Regions from separate parts of the Mus musculus genome. Here region 1 is linked to region 2. Evidence: chromatin contacts called from public HiChIP or PLAC-seq data. All regions are on one chromosome and are shown on one strand. Each heading gives the region's core, a stretch centred on a gene start, on an enhancer-like site or on the middle of the called end of the contact. The rest is flanking DNA. Distances are from core to core; before and after follow the strand shown.

Region 1 (4,058 bases), core at 37-2,536, 71 kb after region 2:
GTGAGGTAGATGATTCTGTTTAATGGACTTCAGTGGGCACTAGTGTGTGGTCAGGAACAACTGACTGGTAGGGTGGCTCTGACATTGTGACAGTTTGGGGTGGGAGCTTGTGAGGGGAGAGTGATTGCAGACAATTATAACAGGTAGAAAAGGCCCAGGACCTACAAATGACAGTGTGACAGGTAGACAAGTATAACACTGTCCACACCTGACAGCTATAGGTCAGTCTGATGGTAGCAGGCAGTGTAGGTGGTAGAAGGGGGTTATGAGGTAGGAGTGTGGGGGCCGGGCAGCTGCTAGGTAGTGTTTGGTTGGGGGAGGTCAAGGTTGTTGTAGTTATCACTCTCTTCCTGATCGGAACACCTGGTCACAGGGAGAGGGGGCACTGGCTACAGAGCAGGCACATTCCATGGACCGACCGCTGGGTAACATCCTCTACCCGAGAAATAAACAATCAGTATCCCATGGGACTCCTGTGCTGAAAAACCCAGTATCCTTCTGTTATCCACACATACTTCCAGCCTTGCAAACGGGCTCATGCCTCAGCATCATTGTGGCTTCTCCCTCCAGCTTGATTCCCAGTGAGGGGTTAGAGGCAACCAAGCAAAGGGTGCTGCTGTGAACAACATGGTTTTGCTTAGAAGTACCTGTGCTGCGCTTGGCAGAGTCCATCTGGGCTAGCAAGTGTGAGAGTCCACACTTGGCCTGGTCAGTATGATGTCAGTCCACCTTGTCCCTGGCATCTGTGAACTAAACTCCCCTCCTGCTGGTGACAGGCCCTAGTGGGAGGGCCACAGCATAACCTACCCAAGACCTGACTCCTCTTGTAGGAGAGGCTTTGATCTCCATTTGGCACTTACAATGCACGTTTAGCAGACAGGCCTCTGCCATGTGTCTTGCCTCAGTCACTATTGGAGTTAACCAGGCAGCTGGAGTCAAAGCTGAACTGACTCCCTAGACCTGGGTGTGTGGAGACCCAATGAGCCCTTGCCCTCCTTCAGCCAACAGTGATGCCCAATTCTACTGGGCAGTTGCTCAACCTGCCTTTGAGATGTGCACAGGGTAAGGACTAGCTGGTTAGCTGGGAGTGCCTCAGGGAAGTGAGGTTGAGTATACAGCTTCTGAACACAGTTAAGTGGGTAGGTGGTGTTGGGTGCTGGCCACTGGCAGTAAGGGAGTGGGGGCTGAGCAGCCCCTGGGACCCCTGTCTCAGGCCTCTGAGGCTGCATTGTCAGCTGGGCCTCTGCCAGCAAAGCTCTTCCTGTAATGGAAGTTGAGGTCTCCTGGGACCAAGGGGAGTCGGTGAAGCCTGGTTCTTCCTGCCTCCTCTCTCCTTTGCCTTCCCCTCCCCTGCCCTGGGCTTTCGGAGCATCTACCTTCCTGGGCAGCTACTGTGGTGTAAGGGTTAGTGTAAGTGGGGCTGATCACATGGAGTAGGGTGAGGACCTTCCCATGCCTCTTCTGTGTCCAGGTTCTAGAGATGCTAGCCAGGCCTGAACCATGTGGTTGGCTCTTCCCATACATGGACTGACCAGTCTGAGGCCCTTCCTCTAATGTTTCCAGGCAGGTGTCCCTCCCAATTCCTCAGTCTAGCAAAGGTACAGCTGTTCCCTGCATGGTCAGTGTCTGGGTGGATAAGATGGAGGTTGGAAGCATGCCTGCCACCCAGATACTGTGTGACCTGAGAAAATTCTGTATTCTTAGGGTCTCAGATTCTCTATTTTGACCACACTGTGTCATCAAGGTGATCCAAAGGTTTGTGGGTCAGGGTCCCTCAGCTCCCACCCAGGTGGCCTGTGATGACTCCAGATGGATGACCAGCTGAGCAGAGGTTCTGAGTCGGGGGAGGTACAGGGGTCAGGCTTCGTTTGTCTTTCCTTCAGGGAGGGGATTGAGGCCATGAGCTGTTACCCAGGCACAACCCAAACCTGTGCACAGCAGGTGCCTTAGCCTCTAGCCCCTTGGATCAGTCTCAGGCTGAGTACCATATGGTACTGGGTGCCCACCAAATGTGCCTGTCCAGGTCCACAGAGGTGGGTGCCAGCAGGCCTCTGCCCACCACCCCTTCAGCCATACACAGCTCAATGTAGCAGATGGCTGGGCAGCTAGCCACATCTTTGGTGGAGGTGGATGGGCTGGGGCCCCTGTATAAGCCAACGGTATGTCAAGAAGTCTGTCTCCTGCCAGGCTGGCAGGAACCTTCCCCATCTTGGCTAGGATGTTGGTTATCCCAGTGGGGTGAGTTTGTGCACTTAAAATTGAATATACGCCTGGGGATGTGGCTGAGTTAGTGGAGTGTTTGCCAAGCATGACTGGGTTAGATACTCAGTGCCATATAAACCAGTATTCCTGGGACTGGACAGGTGGAGACAGCAGGGTTAAGTCACCGTAAGTTATGTCATCATAAGTAAGGGAAGCCAGTCTCCAAATAACTTAAAAAAAAATATCATTTGTTTTCGCCCAACACAGGACATTGCCAGAGCCACCAACATCCCAAAGAACAAACAAGACCATGGCTTCCTGCATTGGGCAGCTCCCTGCTACCCATATCACAAATATAAGCTGTTACAGGATCTCCCTGTCCCTGAGTGTCCTGGTTCTTCCAAGGAACTGAACATAGAGCCCTCTGCCATTTCCTAGTCCCCTCATCTACCAGACTGAAAGTGCCAGAGACTAACAATAGAACCACTGTCCATCTGATACCATCTCAGCTCATCAAAGACAACAGACACCCAGAGCCTAATGAGGCATGTGCCCTGCAACTTGTTGCCAATGTGGGGGCAGATCCCAGTGCCCAGTGGTACCTTTTCTTTTGGGACAGCGTTAAGCAAGTACTGAGGCTGCAATGATGACAGCCCAGGCAAAGCTGCCCCTGAGTGATGTCCCCAGCTACTATCTATTGCTCAGGACTCCAGCTTTTTTAAAGACTGCTGTGGGGAGTGGGCTCTGCCTCCGACCTGGGCTTCTGTCTAGCCTGGGGACACAGCTGCAGAGGAGTGAGGCAAGAATGCAAGGTGGTCTGTCTCAGGAGATGGTGCTCAGGGTTCTGGGGGACCAGTGTAGATCTGGGGTGGGGGGTGGGGTCTCAGTCCCATCCCCACTTTTGATTGAGGAGGCCATCAGGGCTCAGCCCTGAGTCCTGCCTTTCTCATCTTCTGAATCTAATGGGCCCATTTTGTCTTGCGCTTTGAAGCTGTAATTTTCCTGCCAAAATGTCTTAAAAAGCTTCATGCACTGAAACATTTTCAAAATTACAGGTACAGTACGCTTAGCACATGCACAGTTCACATCAGTGCACCTATGCTTGTGGCATTTCTGAGAGGGGTGGCCCTACAGGATAGTGGTGGCTCTGAGTGTACTGCTCATTTGTGACAATGCATGTGACACCCGGATGGCAGAGGGGAGCATCTGGGCTGGTGTTCATCTTTGTCACAGTGAGGGTGACAGGCTACGTGGCAAGCGAGTGGATGTCTTTCATGCTGTCTCACCGTGTCAGTGGAGGAGACTGGTTCTCTTCTGGGTGTGGTGTACCTTCCTGCCAGTCCTGCCTTGGAGATTATACCTTCCTGGCCTCCTGGAATGGGGCATCTCCCTCCACCCCCAGTGGTGACAGCTGTTTTGCATAGCAGTGTCCTCTCCATGCCCTTCGGGGTCCCATGGGGCCAGGGGCGCTCCAACAGCTCATTTTCCTGCTGACATGAGCCGTCTGCTGTCCTTGGAAGGCAGAGGCGGGTGGTGCAGACAGCTTGGGTCTTAGTAACATTTATCATTGCTGTATTAGCATCTCCCCTCTCCCCTGTTTTAGGACCTGCTAACATAAGCATGAGTGTTTAGCTTTGATATGACCCCTGTAGATGTGACTCATTTGGGGGGTCATGGCTCCCTTGGGAGAGTGTTATGCCTGAGGTCAGCCCTGTGGCTTGGTGTCTTTTGAGGCTTCTTGCTGCTTTTGAGTTCCAGCTCTTCAGAGCAGGTGCAGTGTGGAGCGAGGGTGGGGAGTCCTCACTTCAGTCTTGGTACTTCTGATCTAGTCCAAGGTAGCAAGCAGGGTATTACTT
Region 2 (4,016 bases), core at 144-2,643:
ACTTTTTAAAAGATTTATTTATTTACTTTATGTATATGAGTACACACTGAAGCTGTACAGATGGTTGTGAGCCTTCATCTGGTTGTTGAGAATTGAATTTAGGACCTCTGCTCACTCCAGTCCAAAGGTTTATTTGTTATTATAAATAAGTACATTGTAGCTGTCTTCAGACCAAATGGTTGCTCTCTCCCATCCTGGTCTTAAGACACCCTGTGGGTCTTAAGACACTCCAGAAGAGGGAGTCAGATCTTGTTAAGGATGGTTGTGAGGTTGTTGGGATTTGAACTCAGGACCTTCGGAAGAGCAGTCAGTGTTCTTATCCGCTGAGCCTTCTCACCAGCCCCCTAGCATTTTTTTAAAGACAGCATCTCATGTAGCCATTGCCCTCTCTATCCTCCTGCCTCCAACTCTGACACTAGGCTTTTGGCTTGTGGATTTTGTTTTGGTTAATATTTTGAGTCAGACCTCACTGTGTACTCCTGCTAGCCTGGAACTTGCTATATAAGTTCCAGACGGGCTCAAACTCCTGGAGATCCATCTGCCTCTGCCTCCTGAGTGCTGGGATTAAAGATAATTTTTAGCTTCTCAATCCCTCACTTTCCGACTCTCAAGGAAGGCCTACCTAGGAGCTGCTGTAGATTCTCTTTTACCTCTATTCCAGGGAGGAGCAGCACCCTCAGGCCCCTCCCACCCTCACCTGGGACGCTTCAGTGTGGAACCCAGAAATTCATCAGTCCAAGATCCCGACGTACCCTCGCGCTCACACCCACTTGCAGAGGTCTATAGGAATCCAGAGGGAAACCCCGGGCCGCAGCCCTGGGCTCCACCTCCCCACAGAGACTATCTCGGGCCAGTCGGTTCCCTAAGGACCCGTGAAGTAATCATCTGCCCAGCGCCCCTGACACACACCGGGCAGTTGGAACATGAAGCCAACAGACCCCTTCTGCGTGAGGGTCCCTTTTATGCAGCTCTTTCGAGCAACCTCTTTCAGGATCGCTTCCTGGAGGTGCACGAAGATAAACCCAAGATAGGGGGTAACAGAGAGGCAGAAAACACGGGCAGAGAGAGTACCAAGCCCCTGCGGCTCACTCGGGGGCAGGGTCATCTCTGCAGCCGCTGACCGTCCCTGTCTGCCAGCGCAGACAACATAGTAGGCCTGCGCCAGAGAAACAGATGCAGGGTCCCAGAATCTCAACTCCACAAACACAAACGTTTGCCCAGAGTCAGGACTGCAGGCCAGTGAGCTACACAGCTGCCCTGCGCGCCTCACCTTCGGAAGCGCCGCTGGCCACCAGGAGACACGCAGGCCTGCTTGGCAGCCGCTCGGACGCCATGGCTACAGCCCAGGCGGATATTTGTGCGAGGGATGGGGCGGGGCGGGGCTCGCCTGCAGAGAGCGGAATGCGCATGCGTGAGGCACGAAGGGCGGGGCTCGCCGGCAGGGTGCAAGGTGGGGTGGGAGAAACAACGCGGAAATTGAGTGAAGATGGGGGCAGTTTGCGCATGCGCATGGGGTAGTGGTTGAGTGGCAAGCATGCGAGGGGCGGGGACTGAGCGGGGGCGGAGCGGGGCGGAGCGGGGCGGGGGTTGGAGGCGGAGGCGGGGGAGGATACGCCCTGGGTCCCTGAGTGGTCGTTTCCTGATTGGAAGCCACCGGTACAGACTTGTGGCCCTAGGGCACATCAATTAAACCCAGTGGGCCGGGTAGATGTTTCCGAGTCCGAGTCTACCACAGAGCTACTACGCCTTGGGCCTTTGCCCGAAAGTTGAGCCTGGCTAAGTGTGTCAGGGAGCGATGACCGGTCGGGCGGACAGGGTGAGGGGCACAGAGTTGGGTCGTATGTGGGCGGGTCTTCCTCTGCCGGTTTGTGAAGATCCAGAAGATACCTGGGTCGGTTGAGTTTTGTATGTTCCTATAGAGGATGGAATGTCACTTCCTGAGCTGTGGACGCCTCTGGAGGTTCTGTTGAGTTTCCTGAGGAAAAGACCAGATTGGGGAGGCCAACCTGTATCTAAAGCGATTTACTTCTGTGGGACTCCTGCTGGGGCTTAGGAAAAGGAACCTGGAGCCCAGGATTGTGTGTTGTCTGAGTGGCGACTTTTGAAGATTCACAAGCCACAAGCTTGACTAGCCATCCTTATTAAATCCCCATCTATTGACATGAAACCCTGAAATTGAAGGGGTCAGATTGGCTAGTGTCCACATACTCACACAGTTCCACCTTTGTGCTGCCTCCAGAGTAACATTAAGGCACCAGAAGTGGCAGAGCCAGCAGTAAGCTTGAGTCTTGTGGAGAAAAGTATTTATATTGAATTCAACGCCCAGGTATTAGATATAATTTTGTAAAGAGACTACCATTCCAGGGAAATGTATAGACAGGGCAAATTTTACCCTTGAGGAAGAGTGTGCTGGAGAAAATGGTGAACAGCACCCCAAGACAGGAAGAGCATTTGATTTTGTTTTAACTCAGGTGGTGGCTGTTTCTTTTGCCCACTGACTGGAGTCCGACCTCACAATCTTATTAACTAGTCGGGAAAGACTCAACATACAAGAAATGGAGGAGGGGAAAGCAGTCCCTGACTGAAGGAGAATCACTGTTCCAGGCTAGTATAGAGAAATACACCTTTGGGTAAACAAAGCTTTTACTAGGTGGAAAGGATTAAACATTTGCATAAAAGTCTTACAAGGTGAAGGAGATAAAAATATTTGGATTCTTCATTCTTTTTTTTTTTTTTTTTTTTTTGTGTTTTTGAGACAGGGTTTCTCTGTGTAGTCCTGGCTGTCCTGGAACTCACTTTGTAGACCAGGCTGGCCTCGAACTCAGAAATCTGCCTGCCTCTGCCTCCTGAGTGCTGGGATTAAAGGCGTGCGCCACCACGCCCGGCTTGGACTCTTCATTCTAAACACAGGTTTTATAATATTTTGATAGAAAAGACTAATATTTGCTGGGTGTAGTAGCCTGTGCCTTTAATCCCAGCACTCAGAGACAGGGCAGGTGGATCTCTGAGTTCAAGGCCAGCCTGGTCTACAAAGGGAGTTCCAGGACAACCAGGGCTACCCAGAGAAATCCTGTCTTTAAAAAAGGGGTGGGGGGGCCTGGAGAGATGACTCAGCAGTTAAGAGCACTGACTGCTCTTCCAAAGGTTCTGAGTTCAAATCCCAGCAACCACATGGTTGCTCACAACCATCCGTAATGAGATCTGATGCACTCTTCTGGGGTGTCTGAAGACAGCTACAGTGTACTTACATATAATAAATAAATAAATAAATCTTTAAAAAAAAGACTGATACTTGATATTTCTTTAACAGGTTCCAGTCCTGAGGGAAGTCAGGGCAGGAACTGAAGTAGAGATTGAGACCATGGAGGAATACTGCTTGCTGACTTTTTTTAGCTACCTTTCTTTGCTTTTGTTTTTGTTTGTTCATTTATTTTTTCTGAGCTAGGGTTTCTGTGTGTAGCCCTGGCTGTCCTGGAACTCACTCACTCTGTAGATCAGGCTGGCTCCTAACAGAGATCTCCCTGTGAGTGCTAGGATTAAAGGCGTGTCCTGCCTACCACCACCCAGCTCTAGCTACTGTGTGTACCTCGCCTGACAGACATGTGAGTCACATAGCTGGGGGATGCTTACTTGAGTAATTCTATGACCTATGTCCACAGTGGCATGCTTGCAAGTGAGCACAATGTCTGGTGTCCAGCAGAGCCTATGGGAATGCCCATGACCCATATGGTGTTCAGCATTCAGGACTAGATAGGCAGATGTAACAGACAAGCAGTGGTTGGCCAGAAGCCATGCTGTGAATCTGACCTCCCTAGGCCACCTCCCTTTGTCTCCTGTGATCAGTGGGAAGGATTGAAGGTCCTAGCACGTGGCGTTGTAGGGTCAGACCCTAGTGTAGCGTTACCTGCCAAATTGCCTGTTGCTGAGCAACATCCTGGATCCTTTGTGCTCAGGTAGGTGGCCTGGTACGTTGGCCCCCAGGCACTTCCTGCTACAATGACTAGGCCTTGCCCCTA

Evidence for each region. HiChIP or PLAC-seq counts read pairs in DNA pulled down with a chosen protein or histone mark.
Region 1: a contact with region 2 is called in an H3K4me3 HiChIP or PLAC-seq map of pro-B cells, with 2.7 times the contacts expected there. The contact joins the enhancer-like site here to the promoter of Gatd1 in region 2. A contact is called at or near these places in 8 of 39 promoter capture datasets (the C10 cell line, the HPC-7 cell line, the SN4741 cell line and 3 more), 6 of 484 Hi-C or Micro-C datasets (the N1E-115 cell line, bone marrow-derived macrophages, embryonic stem cells and 2 more), 17 of 115 datasets of contacts at active chromatin or transcription factors (the 230-238 cell line, the HPC-7 cell line, bone marrow-derived macrophages and 11 more) and 3 of 9 other capture datasets (adipose tissue, liver and pancreatic islet).

The regions. Positions count from the first base shown.
Region 1 is chr7:141,483,690-141,487,747 of GRCm38.p6, forward strand. The region is part of intron 2 of Tspan4 (tetraspanin 4); the gene reads left to right. Among named protein-coding and RNA genes, the nearest start is that of Tspan4, 10 kb to the left of the region's middle. Within about 2 kb of position 1,287, at least 5 of the 459 cell types and tissues checked have an H3K27ac peak or open chromatin away from gene starts, as enhancers often do. A contact at or near this core is called in pre-B cells and pro-B cells, where this site is marked.
Region 2 is chr7:141,412,732-141,416,747 of GRCm38.p6, forward strand. Gatd1 (glutamine amidotransferase like class 1 domain containing 1) reads right to left here and starts at 1,394. Exons shown (of 8, transcript NM_172116.4): 1 at 1,271-1,394. The coding sequence starts at 1,334.